Linked DNA regions of Mus musculus: regions 1, 2 and 3 are each linked to region 4. Evidence: chromatin contacts called from public Hi-C and promoter capture Hi-C data. All regions are on one chromosome and are shown on one strand. Each heading gives the region's core, a stretch centred on a gene start, on an enhancer-like site or on the middle of the called end of the contact. The rest is flanking DNA. Distances are from core to core; before and after follow the strand shown.

Evidence for each region. Promoter capture Hi-C pulls out the DNA fragments that hold promoters and counts their contacts. A called contact is a pair of places that touch in the nucleus more often than the background predicts.
Region 1: a promoter capture Hi-C map of liver shows a contact between it and region 4, with 4 times the contacts expected there. The contact joins the enhancer-like site here to the promoter of Psmc1 in region 4. A contact is called at or near these places in 6 of 39 promoter capture datasets (the 3T3-L1 cell line, the HPC-7 cell line, hippocampal neurons and 2 more), 2 of 115 datasets of contacts at active chromatin or transcription factors (SST interneurons and astrocytes) and 2 of 9 other capture datasets (embryonic stem cells and liver).
Region 2: a promoter capture Hi-C map of hippocampal neurons shows a contact between it and region 4, with 8 times the contacts expected there. The contact joins the enhancer-like site here to the promoter of Psmc1 in region 4. A contact is called at or near these places in 5 of 39 promoter capture datasets (cranial neural crest, embryonic stem cells, frontonasal cranial neural crest and 2 more), 2 of 484 Hi-C or Micro-C datasets (cortical neurons and muscle stem cells) and 3 of 115 datasets of contacts at active chromatin or transcription factors (T-cell acute lymphoblastic leukemia, astrocytes and large pre-B cells).
Region 3: a Hi-C map of pancreatic cancer cells shows a contact between it and region 4, with 9 times the contacts expected there. The contact joins the enhancer-like site here to the promoter of Psmc1 in region 4. A contact is called at or near these places in 21 of 39 promoter capture datasets (the 3T3-L1 cell line, the C10 cell line, the HPC-7 cell line and 14 more), 4 of 15 datasets of contacts at CTCF or cohesin (embryonic stem cells, large pre-B cells, pro-B cells and 1 more), 137 of 484 Hi-C or Micro-C datasets (the AtT-20 cell line, B cells, the Ba/F3 cell line and 82 more), 29 of 115 datasets of contacts at active chromatin or transcription factors (DN3 thymocytes, PVALB interneurons, SST interneurons and 23 more) and 5 of 9 other capture datasets (adipose tissue, embryonic stem cells, liver and 2 more).

Annotation. Positions count from the first base shown.
Region 1 is chr12:98,946,626-98,951,816 of GRCm38.p6, reverse strand. All of the region lies in intron 6 of Ttc8 (tetratricopeptide repeat domain 8), which reads right to left. Among named protein-coding and RNA genes, the nearest start is that of Ttc8, 29 kb to the right of the region's middle. Within about 2 kb of position 1,261, at least 3 of the 459 cell types and tissues checked have an H3K27ac peak or open chromatin away from gene starts, as enhancers often do. A contact at or near this core is called in the HPC-7 cell line and liver, where this site is marked.
Region 2 is chr12:98,993,125-98,998,213 of GRCm38.p6, reverse strand. No RefSeq gene overlaps it. Among named protein-coding and RNA genes, the nearest start is that of Gm40554, 29 kb to the left of the region's middle. Within about 2 kb of position 1,528, at least 75 of the 459 cell types and tissues checked have an H3K27ac peak or open chromatin away from gene starts, as enhancers often do. A contact at or near this core is called in T-cell acute lymphoblastic leukemia, hippocampal neurons and muscle stem cells, where this site is marked.
Region 3 is chr12:99,093,767-99,099,617 of GRCm38.p6, reverse strand. No RefSeq gene overlaps it. Among named protein-coding and RNA genes, the nearest start is that of 4930474N09Rik, 66 kb to the left of the region's middle. Within about 2 kb of position 1,682, at least 72 of the 459 cell types and tissues checked have an H3K27ac peak or open chromatin away from gene starts, as enhancers often do. A contact at or near this core is called in adipose tissue, brain, cardiomyocytes and 10 more, where this site is marked.
Region 4 is chr12:100,107,625-100,113,326 of GRCm38.p6, reverse strand. It overlaps Psmc1 (protease (prosome, macropain) 26S subunit, ATPase 1), which reads right to left and starts at 3,125. Exons shown (of 11, transcript NM_008947.3): 1 at 3,116-3,125; 2 at 943-996; 3 at 175-271. The coding sequence starts at 3,118.

The DNA of each region.
Region 1 (5,191 bases), core at 12-2,511, 1.2 Mb after region 4:
TTATCTAAATCCTTTTGGAAAATAACATTTGCGATAAAAATCTAAAATGGCATTTTAATGTTAGCGTCTGATCCACAGAGTACCATGCGTACATGTGTGCGTGTGTGTGTGTGTGTGTGTGTGTGTGTGTGTGAGAGAGAGAGGGGGGGGAGGGAGGGAGAGGGAGAGAGAGAGAGGGAGAGGGAGAGGGGGAGGGGGAGGGGGAGGGAGAGGGAGAGGGAGAGGGAGAGAGAGAGAGAGAGAGAGAGAGAGAGAGAGAGAGAGCGCACATTCGGGCTAGTAGGCAGAGAACACGTGCAGGCATCTGTCCTTGGCATTCCTCCAGTCAATCATAGGATCAATGCAAGAGCTTTGGCAATTATTTGTTTAAGGAATAGCCTGTCATCTTGTAAGTACAAACAGAAAATGAAAGTTCTTACTTTTCAGTGAGTACAAAACAAAACAAGCTACCTCCTTGAGTGTTCTATACTAGAGCGACGAGCAGTGAATATAATGAGGGCCCAATTACAAGCATTTGATTTTACCAAGATACTTAATTTATAGCTAATATAAACCAAAAGTTGCTATTAAACCAGGAAACGTATGAAAAGCTTGAGAAAACAATAGAAATGAGGCCTAATCTCCACCAGTGCTTCCAGCCAAGCTGAGTGGCTGATGACTGTGAGTGCTCAACAGGACACGTGGGATGAAGGAGTCTTAAAGCTATTCTCAAGAAACACATCCAAGAATGTCTTAAGTACATGTGCGCATGTATTTACCTACATTTCTATTTGCTATTATAAAAGGATACTTTTTGATTTAACATCATATAAAAACAAGCATTTGCAACTTTTATGATTTTTGGAAATTATTATTTTAATGGATACACAAAAAGTCCATCTTGCCATTTGTTATAACTTATCAAATCTGTTCTCGAGTACTGAGCATTTATATTGTTCTTCAATTATTTTTGCTACTATGTCTATAATAATCATGTCAAACACAGCTACATTCCCTGACTTTTCTGAGAGCTGAAAGCAAAAAACAAGTCACGCCAATGTGTTGATGGCTATCTGCTTCCTGTTATCATGCCATTTTCTAAACTGCACCCTTTGCAATGTTATCTGTGACTTGTAATAATTTATGACACTCTCCCTAAACATTCTAAAGTCTTTTCTTTTACATTTCTTGTTGGCAAGAAAATACATCTCTACTGCACCTGCTTCCTGCTATTTCCTCCAAACTGTCTGTCACAGGGTCATTTCTATGTTCATAAGAAGCCCTCTAAGGGCTGGGGAGGTGACTCTGGGTAAGTCTCTTCTGACCAAGCATGAGGACTGGGAGTTTAGATCCTCAGAATCCACTGTGTGTGTGTGTGTGTGTGTGTGTGCGTGTGCGTGTGTGTGTGTGTGCGTGTGGGTGTGCGTGTGTGTGTGTGTGCGTGTGGGTGTGCGTGTGTGTGTGTGTGCGTGTGGGTGTGCGTGTGTGTGTGTGTGCGTGTGGGTGTGCGTGTGTGTGTGTGTGTGTGCGTGTGGGTGTGCGTGTGCGTGTGTGTGTGCGTGTGTGTGTGCATGTGTGTGTGTGTGTGCGCGCGCGCGCGTGTGGGTGTGCGTGTGTGCGTGTGTGTGTGGGTGTGCGTGTGTGTGTGTGGGTGTGTGTGTGTGAATGTGTGTGTGTGTGTGTGTGAATGTGTGTGTGTGTGTGTGTACAGGGCAGGAAAGCATAGTGGGGAGCAAAGACAGTGTGATGGTTTGTATATTCTTGCACCAGGGAGTGGCACCATTTGGAGGTGTGGCCTGGTTGGAGTAGGTGTGTCACTGTGGGTGTGGGCTTAATACTCTCACTCTAGGTGCCTGGAAGTCAGTCTTCCACTAGCAGCCTTTGGATGAAGACATAGAACTCTCAGCTCCTCCCGCGCCACGCCTGCCTGGATACTGCCATGCTCCCACCTTGATGATAATGGACTGAACCTCTGAACCTGTAAGCCAGCCCCAATTAAATGTTGTTTTTTTATAAAACTTGCCTTGGTCATGGTGTCTGTTCACAGCAGTAAAACCCTAACTAAGACAGACAGGGAGCCCTCTTAGTTCCCTAGACTAGCTAGAAGGGCAAGCTCCAGGCTCAGTGGGAGAGTCTGCCTCAATCCATGGTACACTGTGATTGAGGAAGATACTTGACAGCAATGGCAGGCCTCCATGTGTAAGCACGCACATAGATACATGCATGTGTGCCCATATACATATGAACATACACAAAAGTGAGAAATTGTCTGGTTCTTATATACAATTCCTAAATAGTGAGTAGAAGGGGAAAATATACCTATAGGGTGATTTTAAATATTGTTTGTCATATCGAAAAAAAATATTATCTGAACTTTTAGAAAGCTTTTTTCTGGCATATATGTAGTATGTATATGAATGTTCATACGTATACATGTTCATGTATCTATGTTAGGTTGGACTTGACAGCAAGCAGTAATCTGCCCATCTCCACTGCCCCAGCACAGGGATACAAGAGCATGCCACCATGACCAACAACTGCATGAGAGTTCTGAGGACTAAACCCAGGGTCTCATGCCTGGGTGGACAAGCACTTTACTGAGCCATCTCCCTAGCTCTAATTCAAACTCTAATAACCAGGCAACCCCACGTCTAACAGAATGTCTCCAAACAAGCTTCCTCAGTTGTCATTTAGTGACTCAAAAAGATCTACTGCAAGGTCTTCCTACCTGTTCAGCATTGCTTGTTTTGAGTATGAGACATTACTCATGAACATAATCTTATAAAATTTATAAATAGAAACTGGTTCCCAGGAAGATTTTGCATCATTTTCTCTTCCCGAGATGTACTTAAAGGTCATTTTGTTATTTTTTTTTTCTCTTAAATCACTGACTTCTTCTAATGAACTACCTTCCCTGATGAGGTTGTTACATGGAACTCAAGCTTTCAAATGCTGCCAAGGGTCCTCAACTCTATTTCCTACATTTGAATAAACATTTTCTAGTGTTTCTATAATTTCAGAATATATTGTATAGCAGTAGTTCCCAATCTCCATTGAACACTGGCACTGCCTGTGGGGTTCTTAATAGCAGCCGAGTCACAGCCTCCTCTGGAGATTCTGACTTTGGAAGCGTAGCACAGACCCACACATCCATTGCTATTAAATAACACAGACAATTAGGAAAGAGAGGCCCCTTTGAATTTCTATTTCTAGGCCAATGTGAATGTAATCTGCTTGACATAAATATAAAGGGCTAAGACTTGGGTCGGCCTGCCTTCCTCTGCTCTGGATTTTAGGTCTGACACAGTGGCTGGCATGCTCAGTAAATGAATTAATCTTCAAACAAAAACAAATAAACAAACAAACAAAAAATCCCAAGGGCATAAAGCCAGACATGATGGCTTGTACCTGTACCAAGGACTTGGCAGTGAGGCAGGAGGACTGAGGGTCTAAGGCCAGTCTGGGCTATACAGTGAGATCCTGTTTTGTACAAAAACAAAGAAAACCTTTAAAAACCAGCTTTGTGACAATTTAGTAGTTAGAGATGTGCTCATCTGTAAATGGAGTAGGATTCAAGCAGTATTATATATCGTTCCACGGAAAGTCTCTATGAGCTGTATAGTAAGTGAAACTACTGGCTTCTGTTTACAGAAACACGCATGGTTTCTTAGCAGGCTGACCTTAGGCTCCTCTGGTCCCTGTGTGATCGATCACACACCTGACTTCTCCATCACAGGTGAGCCATTCTTCTCCATACCCAGCCTAGGCTCTTAGATGCATAAACACACCCTATTCCTCAGAGCATGCAATGATGTCTCCACATAGAGAGCCTTCTGCCACTTAGAACACAAACCTCTTTGAGTCAGTTATGCAGCTTTATAAAGTGATGAGCTGCCCTCACATCCTGTGCCTGCCAGCAAAGCTACGGTCCTCGCGGCATGCTTGGATGGCAGCTTTGACTTCTGTCTCCTTCCTTTGCCCACAATATCAAGTCTGTCATCAAGTTCAGTCACTTCTTTACACTGTCTCTTTGGTGCTCTCATTTTTAAAGATAAGTCTTCTTCAGCACTCATGCCATCCTCTGTTCAGGGTCTCTTCATTTCTTTTGTCTCGTTTCCATGAAACCCTGCTCACTGCAGGCATGGACTCTACTCCCTTGGCTACCTTCAGTTTGGCAATAGACTCTTGTTTTTGTCCTTCACATGTAACCTTACTCTGTAGCTAAGAATAGTGTCAAACTCATGACTCTCCTGCTTCGGCCTCTCGAGTGCTGTAGTCATGGATGTGCACCTCCGCACCAAGGGCCGGTTTCTGTCAGTTTTATTTCCCCCGTGCCAATGGACAGCTTCCAGAAGCGGGTACAGTATCATGTTTTCATTGGCTCTCTCTGGACACTGAATTGTGCCTGGCACACAGAAGAAAACAACTGAGGAAAGTTTTTTCCTGAATACCTGGCATGTGTTTTTCCTGGACTAATAGGAAAATGGGAATGGGGGGACTGAGCAGTGGTGGCGCACATCTTTCATCCCAGCACTCTGGAGGCAGAGCCAGGGAGATCTCTCAGTTTGAAGTCTGGTCTACAGAGCAAGTTCCAGGACAGCTAGGGCTATACAGAAAAAGCCTATCTTGAGAAGCCAAAAAAAAAAAAAAAAAAAAAGTATAGGATTAACTTCATTTGACTTAAACAACTTTGTGAGATTTCTTCTCATTTACATAGAGCTTATATAAACTGAAACGAATTTGGAAAGCCACATGCATATAACCTTAAAATTCATTACTGAGAAGTTACCATGAAAACCGACTATTGGTAAAGCTAGGTGGTGAGTATCGTAGGCTCTTTATATTATTCTTTCTACTTCTGTGTATTTAAAACCTTCAGGGGCAAGAGAAGCAGAAGAAGGCAGAGATGCATGCTGGTAAGCTGCGGTCTGAAGAAGGAGGGATCAGTAATACTGTTAGCATAAAGAATGCATTTTAACGGGCATTTCCTATTCTCAGTTATCTTACCCTCTAACAAGAGCCGCATAATCTATAAACCAGGCTTAATAATTCTTATCATTTCTATATTTATACAAATGTCTTCACTGAAACCAAAGCATTCAGTTCCTCCAATTTCTAATAATTCCATTTGTTTTTAAGGAAAGAAAATAGAACATTCCGAAATCTGAAGCCCCGAAGTCTAGAGAATAACAATGAGAGAAGAAAACGTGAC
Region 2 (5,089 bases), core at 279-2,778, 1.1 Mb after region 4:
ACAATGAAACCCATTGCTCCTTTGGATGGTGGTGTGAGCTTCTGGATGTCCGGTACAGCTGTGTGATGGCAGTGTCCTGAGCTTTTAGTGAGTGTCTGGCTCATTATCAGCAGGGTAGCTTACAAGCGTTGTTTTTTCCCCCTTTGCTTATGAGGCTGACACTTTGCCCTTTCCACTTAAAGGAAGCCCTTTATGGTTTCTTTTTTAAATCCTCAAATAGCCCAAACCACCCCTCCTTCATACTGGTGTCACTACTAAATAAAATAAGGATATTTGAGCAGAAACACTGTGTAGGAGGCCTATACCATGCGGACATCGAACAAAAGAGTCATTCTTGCCCAGTTCTGGATAGAGCAAGACAGTGCAATATTTTCATCACACCATTTACCATGCAGTTTAAAGTGTCCACCTTCTTTAGTTTGTAAAAATTTTCCCTCTAAGGTTTTTAGACAAGTCCACTGGTAGAAAATACTACCAGGTGGGGCCTCAGAGAAAACCTCAATAGCAGACTTGTGATACCAAAGAAGTGTTGTTGGTTTTTAACCATCTGTCATGGATATTCCTGGAATCCATAGGATCAATGTCAGAGGGCCTCAGAAATCTAAAGACTCCGTAACTATAGAGGAGCAAGAGACAGAGAGATATCTGTTCTTTTAATGGGATCCCCACACAGACTGAGAAAACTGGGGTCAAACACTGTTGGGCCTCGTTGTGAGAATTGTGGTTTCTTTGAAAACAGAACTGTAAGGATGTTTTTATTTTAATCCCAGGTGTGGGGTTTGGGGCTACTTTAGAAAGGTCCCAGCAGCAGACTATGATTTGCCTCCTGCTCTAGCAGGGGTGTGGTTTATGACAGCTACAGATGGTTTCTGTGTGTAACATTTGGAGTTCTGGGGACCCTTCAGAGAGTATATAAGTGCCAGAGCCTCAATCGAAGGGGCCGGTTGGCTGGTTGGTTGTTGGATGTTGTTGGTTGTGGTTGGTTGCGGTTTGTCAAGTAGTTGGATGTGAAGAAATGATAAGAAGAAATTAGATATCTTGACAGCGAAGACCAAACTTGCCCCCAAGGAACGTGATGTCCCTAATTAGCAGGAAGTAGTCTGAGGTTCTTGGTACCCCTTTCCTCCTGTCCTTTTTTTCTCTCCCACCTGGTGTTAGGAGGGTGAAAGGGAAGAAGAGAGATGGAGAAGGCAGAAGAAGGAAAGAGCTCAAAAGTCTGGCTACAGGGGCACATTTGTGGTCCACAGCAACAGCCTACCTTGGTATAATCTCCCTAGCACGGCAAGGCAGGAAGTCTAAAAACGTACTGCCTTCTGTGGGAAAGAACTACTCAGCTGAGGCTGGAAGGTGGGAAGAAAATGGAAGCTATTTTTCTGCCTCCTCAGTGGTTAATCACCAGAGAATGCAAAGACTATTCTGCATTTTCTGTGCTCTGGATAATGTCACTCCTCCTTCCCTCCTGCTTTTGTTCCCCCAGCCCTTAAAATCCCTTGGTGACCTACTTCCTACACTTACCTCCCTCTGCCTGAGTACCTCCAGCAACCGCTGCCTCCTGACTCACAGCCCTGACTAATGCAAACGGGTAGCTTCCGCTTGTACTTCACGGTTCTTAAAAAGCATTTGAATTGTCTCACTTGGATTTTATAACAATTCTGTTGGGCTGACAAAGCAGAGACCATTAAGACCATTTTCTTTGATGGGAACAAAACCAGACTAGAAGGAGCCTCAGAACTGGCCTTGCATTTTCTGTGAAACAGTGGAAACGTTTCTGTGTTTTAGCTCATCATCCGCCATGTGAAAAGAGTGAACCAAAATGACCAGTTTTCAAATATTTTCTTTCTTTTTTTTCACTGTAGTCTACAATAAGAAATATATTCTATATCATTTCCTAAGTACTTATATCTGCATGTCCATAAAACACCAAAGACACAGTTTCAGGAAAGTTAAGAAATACAGCATTCTAGTTTTGTTTGGTTTAGTTTTTTAATTATTATACTTATTTTTAAGCTGCTCTTGGTGATCTACCACACTGGTTCCATGGTCTAATTACTTAAGCAAGCAACACCAACCTCCTGAGCTTCAGTCTCCCCAGCTATCCAGCAGGCACAACAGGGTCTAGTGAGGTGACTCAGCACACAGATGGCTTCTCTCTGGCATCTGACTTGACAGCAGCACTCCTCTTGCAAAGGTGGTGCCAGTGTTAAATAAAAGAAGGGTTTCCTAATTATGGGCACCATGCAGATACTATGCACTATCTGGATTCACCAAGATGATGATGATGGCGGCTCTTGTTCCAGTAGGAATGGAGTATCAGATTTCCTCACACTACTTTAAACAACATACAATTTGAGATGTACAGTGTTTTCTTTTAGTCTTTGCAATTTTTCCAATTAATATTTTCAGATTTCAGTTGACCAAAGATAACTGAAACCTCAAAAAATTGGAGCTCCCCAGAAAGAGGGACAGAGGCCTATTATATAAGGTTGTGAAAGAATTAAATCTAATTCTATTAGCTCAGAGCTGATGCTAATTTTTTACTGCTGTGACCCAAGAGATGACTCAAGATCCTGCCCAGTTCTAGATCACATTGAAAATGAAGAACAGGTTACAAATACAGTCTAGGGACATGGAGGATTAAAGTGGTCATAATACCATAGCTGTGCTAGATACTCCAGCCTTCCTCTGTGGTTGAGAGAAACACAATGCAGGGACGCTCACTTGGGAGATATTTGCCTTGAGGGAGTGGAGACGGAGGGGAAACAGCTAAGACTGGGAAAGTCTCCCATACCTCAGTGTGGCAGCATATGTGTGAGGTATAAGAGCTTAAAGTGGCCCCAAGCAGACACATACTAAATGTTCACTGGATTACACACAGGACAGATCTGTAAAGGTCAGTAGGTGCTATAATGAGAACTGGATCAAGTATGTAACCATATAGGACATTGGCAAGGCTGGCAGAATGACGGGGTGCCCTTGATGATGCCACTCTGGGACAAGGGCATCTGCCACTTAAGAAGTAGTCCTTGCACTTGCAGTGTGACTTAGTGCTAAGCCAGAATACAACGACCCATCACTGGGTTGATGGATATTGACAAGTATACAGGTCAAAACTGAGCTTTAATTCAAGTCCAAGGAGGTCCCCAGGGATAAAGCTAGTCTGTTCCATAGCAGTTATGAGACAAAAGACTGCAGAACTTAGAAGGTAAAATTACTGAGGCAGCAGGGGGTGGGATGGGGGGAGCTCTCGACTGGTACATCATAGGATGGGAGATGTCTGCCAGAATTTAATAAAGTTTAGATCATCGGAATCTAATTGTGAGGCCATTTGCAAAATCAAGTTACTGCATAGCATCTTTGAAAATGACTCATGTTCCTAGGGAGTGCTATAGCACAAATGGTTATCTGCATTATCCCCAAAGGGTGTTCTGCTCGTCATGAAACAAAGCTCGTGGAAGACCTGTCACATGTTATAAAACCCAGGTTAGTGATGGCTGCCTGCAGCGGTGGAGAAAAGGGACGCAGCAAACATGTTAGCCAAACAGGCAGAGGAGGCTGCAACCTCTACCCTGGAATCTGACCATGATTGTTTAACCTGTCTCTGTTGAGAAAACTCAAGCCAGAGGCCACTGTTTAGACACACCCAAAGGGTGACTCAAACTCAGGGCATCCTGATGTTCCCCACAACGCTCAGATTGCAAAGACAAGACATTGACTTTACATTCTTGTTGGCATGGTTCAGGGAAATTACACCAATTAGCTATAGGTAAGTTGGCACAAACACCTGCTTGTGCTAAAAACAATAACACATAAGAGGTAACCATGAAATAGGCTGGCATGGTTCCTCTCTCTGACTTTACAGCACATGCTGTTGCTGCTTAAGAAAAACTTCTTCCAACCTGGTTGTGAAGGCTTCCAGATTGTGATCCATCCATTGTATTGCACGGCAGTTAGAACTTATTTAATCTGACCTGATTTTACTCCTGTCATCTTATTTCTATTATCATGATGAATGCACACATGCATGCACATGTGTGTTTTATGCATGTACCTCACAGTGTTCTAAGTCTAGCCCCAAATGTTACTTTCCCCATCCAGTTTGTCCTATATTACTGAAAATTACAATTCATTTCTCCTCATTTTCCCTTAGTGGGAATGTGTGTACCTACTTTTACATCCTGGGTCCTTATTAGCACAAGATCTAGTGCTTGTCCTTCTCATCTGTCACAGTGTAAGCCACACAATCACAAGGATTTTCATATGCTTTATCACTGCGGTTTTCAATCTGTGGGCTGCAACCCCTTTAGGGTTCACATATCAGATATCCTGCATATCATCTCATATGAGTCATACGATTCTATCCTGCACATCATATATTTACACTATGCTTCATAACAGAAGCAAAATTACAGTGATGAAGTAGCAGCAAAATAATTTTATTTATAGTTAGGGGTCACCACTGCATGAGGAACTGTATTAAAGGGTCTCGCGGTATTAGGAAGGCTGAGAACCACTGATTTACAGTATCCTCCGAGCCTAAACTAGAAGTGAGCATTGATAAATGTTATCCTGGTTGATACTAGCTGTGAACTTGACACAAACATAGAGTACTCTAGGAAGGGGGAATTTCAGCTAAAGAATTGCCTCCATCAGATTGGCACACCTGTGGAACATTTTCTTACTTGCTAATTTATGCAGAAGGGCCCAGGTCACTGTGGGCTATGTCATCCCTAGGCAGGTGGGTCTGTATAAGAAAGCAGACTGAGCAAGCCACAGAGAGCAAGCCAGTAAGCAACAGCATCCTTTCATGGGCTCTGCTTCAGTTCCTGCCCACAGAGTTTCTTCTCTGGATTCCCTCAGTGATGAACTGTAACAGGGAAGCTGGAAGCTGAAATAAATAAACCCTTTCTTCCCCAAGTTGGTTTTGGTCAGTGTTTTATCACAGCAACAAAAAGCAAACTAGAAAAGATGCTCGATAAACACTCTGGAACTCTAAGCCTCCAGGCAACAGAAAGGATAAGTGTGGGCAAAACAGGATAAACATGAAAGGGCGATCATTCATCCTCCGCCCCCGCTACCCCCTCCCCCACCC
Region 3 (5,851 bases), core at 433-2,932, 1.0 Mb after region 4:
AGCACTTGAGTCTTTCAGAAGGGGAGGGTGGGGTTTCATATACTTCTCTGGAGATATAAATAATTCTAGTCTATTTGCCCCAAATCTTACTCCTGTTGGAACAAATTAGCACAAATTCTGTGCCTGAAAATGTCATAACTGGATTCTCTTGTGGTGCCAGAGGTCAGAATTCTACTGTTGCCATCCTTCAGCTAAAGTCACAGTGTTGAAGGAGAATGTGTTTCTTGTGGGAGCTCCCGGAGCCAATGCGTTTCTGACTCTTCTGGGTGTGGGAAACTGCTACACTCCTTGGCTCACGTCCTCTTGCTCTAAGTCAGAAGCCTGGTGTCTTCAGATCTTTCTCTGTTTAGGTTGAAACATGGCCTTTCTTCCCCATAAGGACCCTTGTCACCAGTTGGGCTCACCTGAAGAACCCAGGATTTACATCTCAAAATCCTTAATCCAATCCCATCTGCCTAATCTTTACATCATATAAGGTCACAGCAATGGGAATGAAGATACCTTTAGGCTTTTTTATGACTCTAGGGCATGTGGCGTGCATCGAGTCAAACCCTATGTGTTGATTTTAAATTAAAAGAAAAAAGAAAAAGATTTGCTGTTGGCAAGCCCGTGTGATTTCATCCAAGTCAACTTCTCAATGGCCACAAGTTACCATGAATGCTGGTGGCTCAGGAGCGGTGGCTCACACCTATAACCCCGGCATTGAGAAGGTTGGTGCGGGATGACTGTGAGTTAGAGGTCTGCCCCAGCTACACAGAGAGTCCTTGTTCAGAAAGCATAGGAACGGGGTGGTTCTGCCATCAGCTGCCCACCCCGGGCTCAGCCTGCTGTTTTAGGAACAGTGTATCCGACAATTTCTATCCAACTGTGTGCATTAGTGGAGTCTAAGGTCCTTTCCATGCCATTGCCCAGGAAGCCCCGGTGGGTTTCCTTTCACCAAAGCCACTGACTTCATAGTAGTTTCAGGAGAGGTCAGCACCACAACTGCAGAAAGAGACCCTCCGTACAAAAGAAGGAAATCCCTCTGCGTAGCCACAAGACCTTCCGGCCAGGCGACCATCTTCACTGTGGATTTTGGAGGTGCCAGTTTTGATTTTCCACAATACGTTCTTTTACCTAAAAATCATTACATCTGATCTAATACAGTACCAAGCATAGAGACCCTAAGATGTCTATATTTAACATTGCATTCAGTTATGTATCTCGACCTGTGGATTTGGGGGTTACCCTTAACCTTCTTGTTACTAAGATTTCATTCCCCCAACTCTCATTTCCAACCTGGTCTGTGATTTACATTTGTATATGTTTTCTCTAATGATAATTCTGGAGGGTCACTCACAGTCAAAAATCAAACTTTATCTGGAGGGAAACACAAGGCTGGTTGGGATCAGCTGAGATAGAAAAGAGGCCACCCTCCTCCCCCAACTTCTGCAGGGCCCCTCATCCAAGACATTCTCTTTGCTGCCAATTGCCTTCTCCAAGCGAGAAAGAATAAACTAATTTTATACCTATTCAGTCCAATAACGCTCATTGTCCTACCTCCACCTCCAGTGATAAGAGGCAGGAACAGTTCATTTTCCATTGCTAAGCAACCGCAAAAACAGTGCGCCCCGCCTGTGCCCGACCGCCCCGGCTGATAGGGATCGCTGTCTAAAGTTCGTGTTTGCATTCTGAAGTCAACAGTAATTGTAGTTCCCTATTAGTCTTCATTAGGATAGTTTATGGCTGGCCTAACTCCAGTCTCCACTCAGTAGCTTGAATGTACTGTCTTCCTAGGGGAAGAAATATTTGGCAGAAAAAAAAAAAAAAACCTTGTGCGGATTTCCTCCGCTCATTTCCCTTCGGTAGGCCAGGAAAGTACGGTCCACACCCGTAGTTCCCTAGCCTGGGACAACAAGGCCACTGTTGAAGGCATTGGAGGAAACGGGTGGGAAGAAGGCCGTGTACTCCTGGGCTGGCTTCCGTCTACTCTACGGAAAAAGTAGGTCAGTGGTGCACAGGTCCGTTTGGTAAAAGAGCTCTTGCATTTGGGGGCCAAACGCACAGCCCTTCTTTCCAGAGCAAAGGTATGTAGGGCCTTTTTCCATAGACCCGAGTCTCCTGGCTGGCTGACTCAGGACTGGGTGAAACACTGGCCTTACTGTAGAGGTTCAGTCTCAGCCAGCTTGAAAGAGCCGCTCTGGGCCACCAGCTTCCATGTGTTGACTCACCTCGAGGCTGCCAGCCTGCCAGCCTAGTTGCCAGCTTAGTCCGGGAGCAACCCAGGCCCTCACATAACTTGCCCTTTTAGCCCCAGCTCAGAGTTCCAAGGCTGATGGGGGGTGTGGGGTGTGGACAAATATAGAAAACCGCTTCGAGCAATTAGTGAGGATATTACCCTCCTTCTTAGACCCCATCCTCAAACATCCGTTTACTCTCAGCACTTTTCAGAGACAGTGTGGCTCCTGACATCCCTCCTCTACCCCATTCCTTAGAATCGCTGAGGATTTGTTAGGGCCATTCTGGAAAACAAGCCTGCTTGCGCCCCCTAGTGTACACGCGAATCAAAGCATTATAAATTGAGTACCGAGAGCTTGTCTCCTCCAACAGACTGGGGCAGCCCCAGTCTTGAGGCCTAGGGCAGGGACTAGAAACCATCCCTAAATCTTGTCCTCCACCCCACTCTCACCCAGGCCTGCTCTTCTTGAGTCCTTCCTTAAAGTTACTTCCGCATGAAATCTAAATCAAGTCGTTGAAACACCTCACGCTTACGGAAGGCAAGGAGAATCTTTGCCTAGTGGCGGACAGTGCAGAAGCCCAGTGGCTGTGAACTGACACCGGAGTTCAAGTCCCTTTGTTTTGCTACAGTTTTTAAGTTGTGCCATCGGCTCTCTTGGGTACCAGACACCCTGGGATGATGACTCCTTAACAGAAAAAAAAAAATCCTGGAAGGAGAAACTGAATTGAACAGCATGTTTCTTGGATCCTGATCATCTTGAACTTCTGTCTCTCCCTGTCTTCTTCTGTCACCAGAAGGAGACGGGAGAGAGCCCAAGAAAACACAGAGAATCTGTTGCCAGAATCTAAGGCAGGAACACTGAGGCCTGAGGAGGTTACCAGGAGCCATGCAGACACTAAGAAAACCAGAAAACCACCTTCTGGGGTAAAGAGGAAGGTTGCCTACCAGAAAGCTTAGTCCTCAACCAAAGACTTACTTAGACACTCTTCCTAGGTTGGCTCACTTGATGGAAGTCGAGGTGGGCTGGCAAATGCATTTCGTGTCCTGCGCATGAAGTCTGAAGTGTAGAGAGTGTTCCTGAAGGATCAGTTTGAGAAGTATCGTGATTGATTAATAATGTCTGCTGTGAGCATAGAACATATGAATGCTGGTATACATAGAGACTAGGTAAGGAAGTAAGAGCGAGCGTGCTTTGTATACATAGTATGCCATAGTATCCACCAGGGGTGTTATTAGTGGGATTAAATTGATTCCTAAATTGTCTGGAGTCTAGAGAACTAATTGCCACCATTCCCGTCCTTACTCTAAAGTGCCCCATCACTGCCCGATCAGAAGGCTGATGTGGGAGAAAAACAAATGGCGGTGAGAATATTGTTTGAGTTTCCCCACTCCTAGGATACAGAGTTACGACTCCACAGAGGTATTAACCGAATGTGTCTGCATGCCCAGAGAGCTAGCAAGTGCTCTGAGCATGTGGAGAAAGGGTGGGACTGTCCAAAAAGCTTCCAAGTTTGCGCCCTTGTGAGTTACTCAATCCAGAAGATCTCACCGGAGAACAAGGTCATTGCCTGCACATCATAAACACAAGACAAGGAAGAGGAAGAGGTGGCTCCAGGGTAGAGTGCTCACCAACCCCCGACCCTGTAGACTTTCATACAGCCAAAGGTCCTAGGGTAGGTATTGAAGGGCTGGCTCGTCTCTAAGACTGTGTACCATATCCGGAGGACACCCACAGGTGGCCACAAAGTACTTGGATCTCAGTGTGTTGCCCTACAAGATGCACCCAGAACCTTTGTCCTTTTCTTCTCTGTCATTGCTTCCATTTAAGTCTTAGCCAGGGTCACCTCTTCCTGGAGGTAGAGGCGTATAGCACTGGCCCCTGCAGTAGTCAGGGGCTGAGACAGGGTCTCACTATGTGTAGCCAGGCTGCCTTGGAATTCATTATGTAAGGCAGGCAAACTTCAAACCCATGGCAGTGTTCCTGCCCAAGTGCTGGAATTCTGAGCATGAGCCCCCACAATTTGCTGTCCTAGCCTCTTGACAGTGCCCCCATCGGCTTTATCCCTCCAGGCTACCTGTGCTCTGGAGTCCCCTCTCCAAGCATCAGTCAATGGCATGACCTTTTTGAACACAGGACCCTAGCATCACATGCTCCTCTCTCTATAGACTCCCCCCTCTTCTCCCAAATCCTCACAGAGCACCCTTGGTTTCTCTCCCCACTCCCATTCCCCTTGTCTTGTATAGCTGCAATAGCTCTTCAGAGAAAATACTTCTGCTCCAGGCCCTTCTTTCCTGAATTTCTCTTTCCCTTTCTGTTTGGCTGACATCCTCTCTCTGCTTGGATGGTAGCATCTTTAGGGAACTCACAGAGCACCTTAGGCTGTCCTTAAGGCACCTATCACCATCGGAACCAAGTATCTGTAAAATGATTTGCACATCAGCTATTCTCTGCTAGCCTGGAAGGCTCAAGAGAGGCCCGGAACGTTATTTGTCACCGTGTCTTAAGGACCATCTAAAGCTCTCGCACACTTCCTAGCACAGAACGGATACTTGATAAATTAATAATTTGGGGTGGGTTTGAGGGAGGGATGAGTGGAAGAAACTTTCAGAAATTAAAGTTTGCTTTCACCATTTGCCCACCCTACTGAAAAAGCTAGAGTTGGTGGATGTGGTCCAGCAAGAGAGAGGAGAGAGAAGGCCAGACTGATTGAAGCAGAGGGGCAGAGGGGTGCCATGGGACCACAGCTTTATTTCCTAGGGATCTCAGGTTTGCATTTCCAAGACAACCAGAAATGTGTGCCCAGAATTCTACTTCCCAAAATGTAATTTAAAAAAAAAAAAAAAGAAAAGAAAAGAAAAGAAAATCTAACCCCAAACTGACTAGAGCGGAGGGGAGGAAGTTAAACCCCAAGCCTCCATTCATGCTGCTGGGAAAACCATATTTAAAAAAGAAACAACAGGCCCCATCTCTGTACTTTTGTGGCAACTTTGAGCCATCCTTGCCAACCACAGCAAGCTAACTGCCAAACGGCATGTTGCTCTGCCACGGGAGCATCTGAAATCTAAGGAAGTTGATGTGTCGAGCAGTTTTCCAAAGCTCATTTCTGTTTTTAAGGCAGACTCCAAAGAGTTTTACCCACTGATTGGTCATGTAAATTGCTACCCCATGGCTCAGTTGCAACACAAGGGAAATAACATTGGGTTTGGGCTCCCTGACGTCTGTTTAGGGATCTTAGGCCTGAGCTACTGGTTACTTTAGTGGAGGCATGGTGAGGAAGTGGTGTTGGAAAGACCGTGAAGTGTGGGAAACTTTGCAGGGTCTTCCAAAGACTAACCTTGGGGTCAGTCTAACAAGGTTAGGATCTCGGTCATGGGGCTGGAGAAATGGCCCAAAGGCCAGCATGCTTGACTTGGAAGTGAGAAGATCTGAGTTTGCTCCCTTGATCAAATGGATGAAATGACATGCATTTAAAGACTCAGCCCCAGGAAGGTGGAGGCTGGCAAATCCCTAGGGCTCCCGAGCCACCAACCTTCTAGTCTGCAAGCTCTAAGGGTAATGAGAGAACTTGTCTCAAAAAAAAAAAATGCCTGGTGTTGTCCTCTGGCCTCCACACACATGAGCACACCTTCACA
Region 4 (5,702 bases), core at 1,876-4,375:
CCAACCCAGAAGAGGGCTCCACCGGAGTTAGCAAGTGGAAAGGGGTTATATATAACCAGAGCTAGCTTCATTCAGTCTCCGCAGTACTCCCTGCCTCCCCTTGTACTCCATGCTACATGCAGAGCCGTTTTCCTGGGGGTGGGGGGAACAGCAGAAGAGCAGAGCGTTCGTTACCCAGTGGCAGTTTGCTGGCAGCATCTGGTCCCTTTGTTTTCTTCTTCTTTTTCCCCACTCTAGTTGGGACAGGAGGTTCGTATTTCTTTTTCTTGTCCTTTAATTTTTAGAAGAGTAGGAAAAAGAATGGAAACCAGAAAAAGGACATTTATTTTTGTATTGCTACCACCTATTTCTAGGAGGTACAAATGTTCTCATCTTTTAGGATATTTACAATAACTACTCCTTTTATTAATGTTCTAAATTAAAATATGGTTACATTATTTCCTTCTTCCCGCTCATCCCTACCTCACAACGATGGCCTTTTTGATTATGGTTATACACACACACACACACACACCCTTCCTAATCTGTAAAATGACCACCTTTTGAAAAGCAGACTTCATACTCCTGCTCACTTAGTAAGACCTAACTGCAGCAAGTAAGTGTAATCTCTTTAGAGAGATGGCAGCGACTCAGATTTTTTCAGTAAGTAGACCAAGGTCAAAATTGATTTATTTGTTAAGTTTGGTGAGGTGAGGCACTTCTCACACCTCAGTAAGTTAAACACTTATAGGTGATCTACTTTAAAACTTCCACAATGTTCATGTTTAAAAATCATTAACTCAGGGCAATACGTTCTTTAAAAATGAAACCGGTTATGCATCTGTATACAAGGTTACCAAGATCACTACATCACTTTGCTTCTTAAAGGTTGTGGTACCATACAGAACTCGCCGAGACCTAAGGCAGTTTCTATGGCCCGATCAGATCTTGCTTGGTATTTACCTTGTCATCCTTCTTGCCACCCCCAGGACCATGGCCACCACTCTGGCTTTGACCCTGAAAGATAAAAAAAGACAAAACACACATAAATTCAGAATACTATCACTTCACTGGTACTTTGGCTCTAAAACACAAGCACCCCCACCCCCACCCACTGTAATGTGTGGAAAATGAGTACCTGGGCTCCCAGGTATGCACTTACTGTGTAGACATTACTTGCCTCTTAGAACCAAGAGCCATGCGACAATGAGGAGCCAGTAAGAAAGCTGGCAGCCAGAGAGCACCCCTCTCAACCGGGAGGTTCAGACTTGCCACCCTCTAATGTCAGTTACCTCCCCGACTGTGAAAAGAGACTCGCCACGCATGGTCATTTACTCTCTCCAGAGATCCACAGGACCCAGAAGACTTTCAGCAGCAACCTACCAAGCTCCTATCCTGACAGCCTGGGACCCAGACAAGACTTCCTTCCCGATCTGAAAAGCTGTCATCTTAAAACGCATGAAAAGCTCATCGGGATTTCTGACTTTAAAACAATGCTTAACACTGGGCGATGCCTTAAATGGTGGTCCTTTAAATTCCTGTGCAAAGATATGTGGTTTAGTGTACGTGTGGGTCTGTGCCCGCATGCCGGGGCACTCGAGAGGAAGCCAGAGGGCGACTTCCAGGGATTCTTTCCTTCTGCCTTGTGGGTCCTGGAGTCAACTCAAGCTGCCAGGCTTCATGTCGAGTGCCATCCCATCTGCCCAACAGTGGAGCTTGAAACAGGAGTAACAGTGGACTCACTGATTCACCACCCTAGGGAAGCACCTCTCACTACAACACTGGTGGCTTCAGTACCAGGACAAAACCACCTCAGAAATGATGCCAAGCATAAAGCACATTCGACCACACGCAAGGCTCGGACCTACTCAGAGCTGGAGTTACAGACCATTCTGGAGCCTGCTGGCATGCATGGGTGCCGGGAACCAAACGTGGGTTCTCTCAAAGTGCAGCAGGTGTTCTTTACCCCTGAGCCGCTTGATTCTCAAAGCCCCCTTGATACACAGGCAGATAAAAGGACCAAGGTCCAGGGAGGTTAACGGCCCTGTATATTGTCACAAAGCTTGTTAGACAGAAATCACACTAAGTTCTGCTGTCTCTCAAACCCAGAGGGTTTCTCAACTGCTCTAGAAAAGAAAGGATTTGTGCCCCACCAATGGTCACTGGCTGTATTTCTGTTTCCTCATTAAAATGGGGACATTAATAATAATCTTCGGGGTTGTTCTAAGAAGTAAGAACAACTCTGGGGAAATGCCTGGCGCATGTTCGGGATACTTTTTGTTTGTTTGTTTGTTTGTTTGCTTTTCCGAGACAGGGTTTCTCTGTGTAACTTTGGCTGTGCTGGGACTCACTCTGTAGACCAGGATGACCTCGAACTCAGAAATCCACCTGCCTCTGCCTCTCGAGTGCTGGGATTAAAGTCGTGCGCCACCACCGCCCGGCTTGGGATACTTTTCAAAGTCATCACCGGTCCTTTGTGTGCTCTGGCCTTCACCTACATTCAGATGCATTGGCCTGGCAGCTCATGATTCGGGCGGACTTCAGGGTTGCCTCCTTTTGCATTTCCTGACCCTCTGCCCTGCCCGGGCTTCGCTCAGCTATCAGTACAGATTACTCCCTTACAACCTTAATTTAGGCCTCGATTTAGATTTCACATCCACGAAGGGTCCTTCGCTGATACCCTAACAAAACCAGCCACCTTCTTACAACACAGCTACGTAACGATCTGGCCCGGTCCTGTTCCCTGACATATTTATTGTCTCCCTGCTCTAGAACGGAAGCGCCATCATCAACCGTGCTCGCCCGGTAACCTCCGTGCCTACATCTGAATCCGGCTCAACCAACCAAACCGGAGAGCGCTGAGCCGTCTGCGGAGAAACACTACGCTGGCTCTGCGGCTCAGCCGCTGTCCCCAGCGTCGGCCGGGCTGTCCCACTCGGCTTCAGCCCTTCAGCGCCTGCCTACTCGAGCGGTTCACAGCCCGGTCTCTCCCTGGGCGCCGTGCATCCTGCCCGCGTCCGCCAGGGAGTGAGATCCGCTCCGACCCGCGATGAACCCGAGCGTCACATCGCCTCGTCCTCCCGCCTTGGGGCGCATGGATGTTTGAGACGACCAGCCGAAACCCTTAGTCACTCACCATCTTCCTTCAGTCCTCCAAATCGCCACCGCCGGAAGTGCATCCACCAAAGCGACCCGGACAGAACGGAAGTAACTTTAAAAAAAAAAAAAAAAAACAGGCTACGGAAGCCTATCGGGACCAACTTCCTCACGGGCGAAGTTGAGCACGAAGGGCTTATTTCGGCGGTTTGGTACAAGGATTGGTTAAACATGTGGGCACTTAAAATAGTTTACTCGAGGGAATTCTAAGTAGCTGATCTTGGGCTTTTGTCAGTAACTTAAGACAATGATCTTGGACGTTGGAGACTTGGGGAAAATATGAAAATTTTAGAAATTTAAAAGGATGCAAAATTATAATTGGGAAGAAGTATTTATGTCAGGCAGGAATGGCGCTTGGGACTGAGAAGTTGATGTGTACACAGCATTTATGATCTTCTTTAGTTTCTGAACTTTGTAGCTCTCTTGAAAATAGTTCTTTGCCGAAAGAGATCTAAATGTGTGCTTTTTTTTTTTTTCTTCCCTCTGATGACAAGGGACTGATGATGGTGGCTAATACTGTGTTAAAATTACCCTTGAGGCGCTGGAGAGAGGGCTCAGCAGTGAAGAGCAGGGGACCCACATGGCAACTAACAACCATTCAGGGCACCTGTAAGCACGTGATGTGCAAACTCATACATGTAAACATAAACAAAGTAATTAAAAATTAAAAAAAAAAAAAAGACAGGACACTGAATGTGGAGAGAGTCCAAGTATCACTGAGGAGGGACACAAACTGGGGCTTGGGGCCCCAGGCAGGTGTTACACATTGTTATTAATTAGTGTTATTAATGTTAACGATAAATTCTTTAGCTTGTCCATGTAAGTACTCTTTGTGTTCCTATTCCTAAGTAAGAGTTTGAGGGATAGGAAATCTGACTCCCTAATTAACAGCTACTTTGAACAAAAGAACTGGTTAGTCAAACAGCCCGAAGGACCTGGCTATTTTGAGTACTCCACAGACACACTGAGAACTATACACAATCCCAGTTGATGGCCTTAGCCGTTCCCAACACCTTGTATCAGACCTTTTGCTATCATTCAATGAATTTCAGAAGACCCTGCCATCATTTCTACCTAGCCCAGGTGGGGCTATTTCCCCTGATGGTCCAGCAGACAGAAACTGTGTGTTGTAAGGTGAAGGTTAAAGGGACAAGGTGACTGGTGCCAACACAAACCTTCATCAATACCCACGTGTGCTATGGTTATCTGAATCTTTATCTTGCTATATATACAGGCTGCTCCAAGCTTGCTGGGTGAGTTGGCTGGAGGACACTCCATTGCTGCCTCCCTGGATGTTGTAACATGAGGCTCAATAAAAGACTTCCTTTGGTCTTGTCTTGCCTGCTTTGATGGTAAAGGGAGGAAGTTAAATTTACTCTTGGGAGGCTGGAGACATGAACTGGTAGCACAGAGAAGCAGCAGATGTGGTGAAGGCAAAGGCGGTGGACCAACGGTGGCAGCAACGTTTAGATGTGTGATTGGGCGCTGAACGGCAACTGGATTGTTTGACAGCAGTGTGAGACAGAGGGAGAAGGGGATGGAAGCAGAGAGTTGTAAGAAGGCGAGAGCTGTAAATGGCTCCAGAGTGGGTAGAGACATGAGGACTGTGAGTTGGAGACCAGCCTGGTCTACGTAGCAAGTTCTAGGCTAGCCAGGGCTACATAGCCTCTGTCTCAGAGGCAAAAAAGTTACAAGTGGGAAGATTTAAAGGGTTCTGGTCTGTGTTAAAAGTGGCTTCAAGGCCAGCATTGCTTGGGATGCCTAGGAGTGTGACCCAAATATGACCGAAAGGACAGGAGGCTCCCTAAGAGGCCGGCACACACAGAACCGATGACGCTTAGGACTTGCCTTCTGTGGGACAGACAACGTTCAGAAGTGCCACAGTCACGTGATTTTAAAATCTCCTTTCTGCCCATCTACACAGTCGTGGAGGGAACTCTCCCTCTTTTCCACCCACACCTTCCATCTCCCTAAGCATCCGGAGAGACTTCGATAACTCAGCTTGCTTTTACTTATCTGTCATGGAGTAAACATAAATTTTGTGGGTTTTTTTTTTTTTTTTTTTTTTGTTGTTCTATTATTTTCTATTTCTTGGGTCCTCTTAAGAGAGGTAGTGTGGCCGGGCAGTGGTGGTGCACGCCTTTAATCCCAGCACTTGGGAGGCAGAGGTAGTGGATTTCGGAGTTCGAGGAGTGAGTTCCAGGACAGCCAGGGCTACACAGAGAAACCCAGTCTCAAGAAAAACAGAGGGAGAGAGAGAGAGAGAGAGAGAGAGAGAGAGGTGGTGTGGGCACTGATTCAAGTAGAAGCCGCATGCTTTAGAAGTTATGGATGGGGATAAGAAGAAGGGGAGGGGAGGGAGAGGGTGGGGGAGGGGAGAAGGTGGGGGAGGGGAGGGAGAGGGTGGGGGAGGGGAGAAGGTGGGGGAGGGGAGGGAGAGGGTGGGGGAGGGGAGGGAGAGGGTGGAGATTATGAATAGCCACATGTGGTGGTTTGAATGAGAATATCTTGGGTAATGTCACCACAATGAGACCCAAGCCAGACGAAGCCTCCCCTCCCCCATCTCA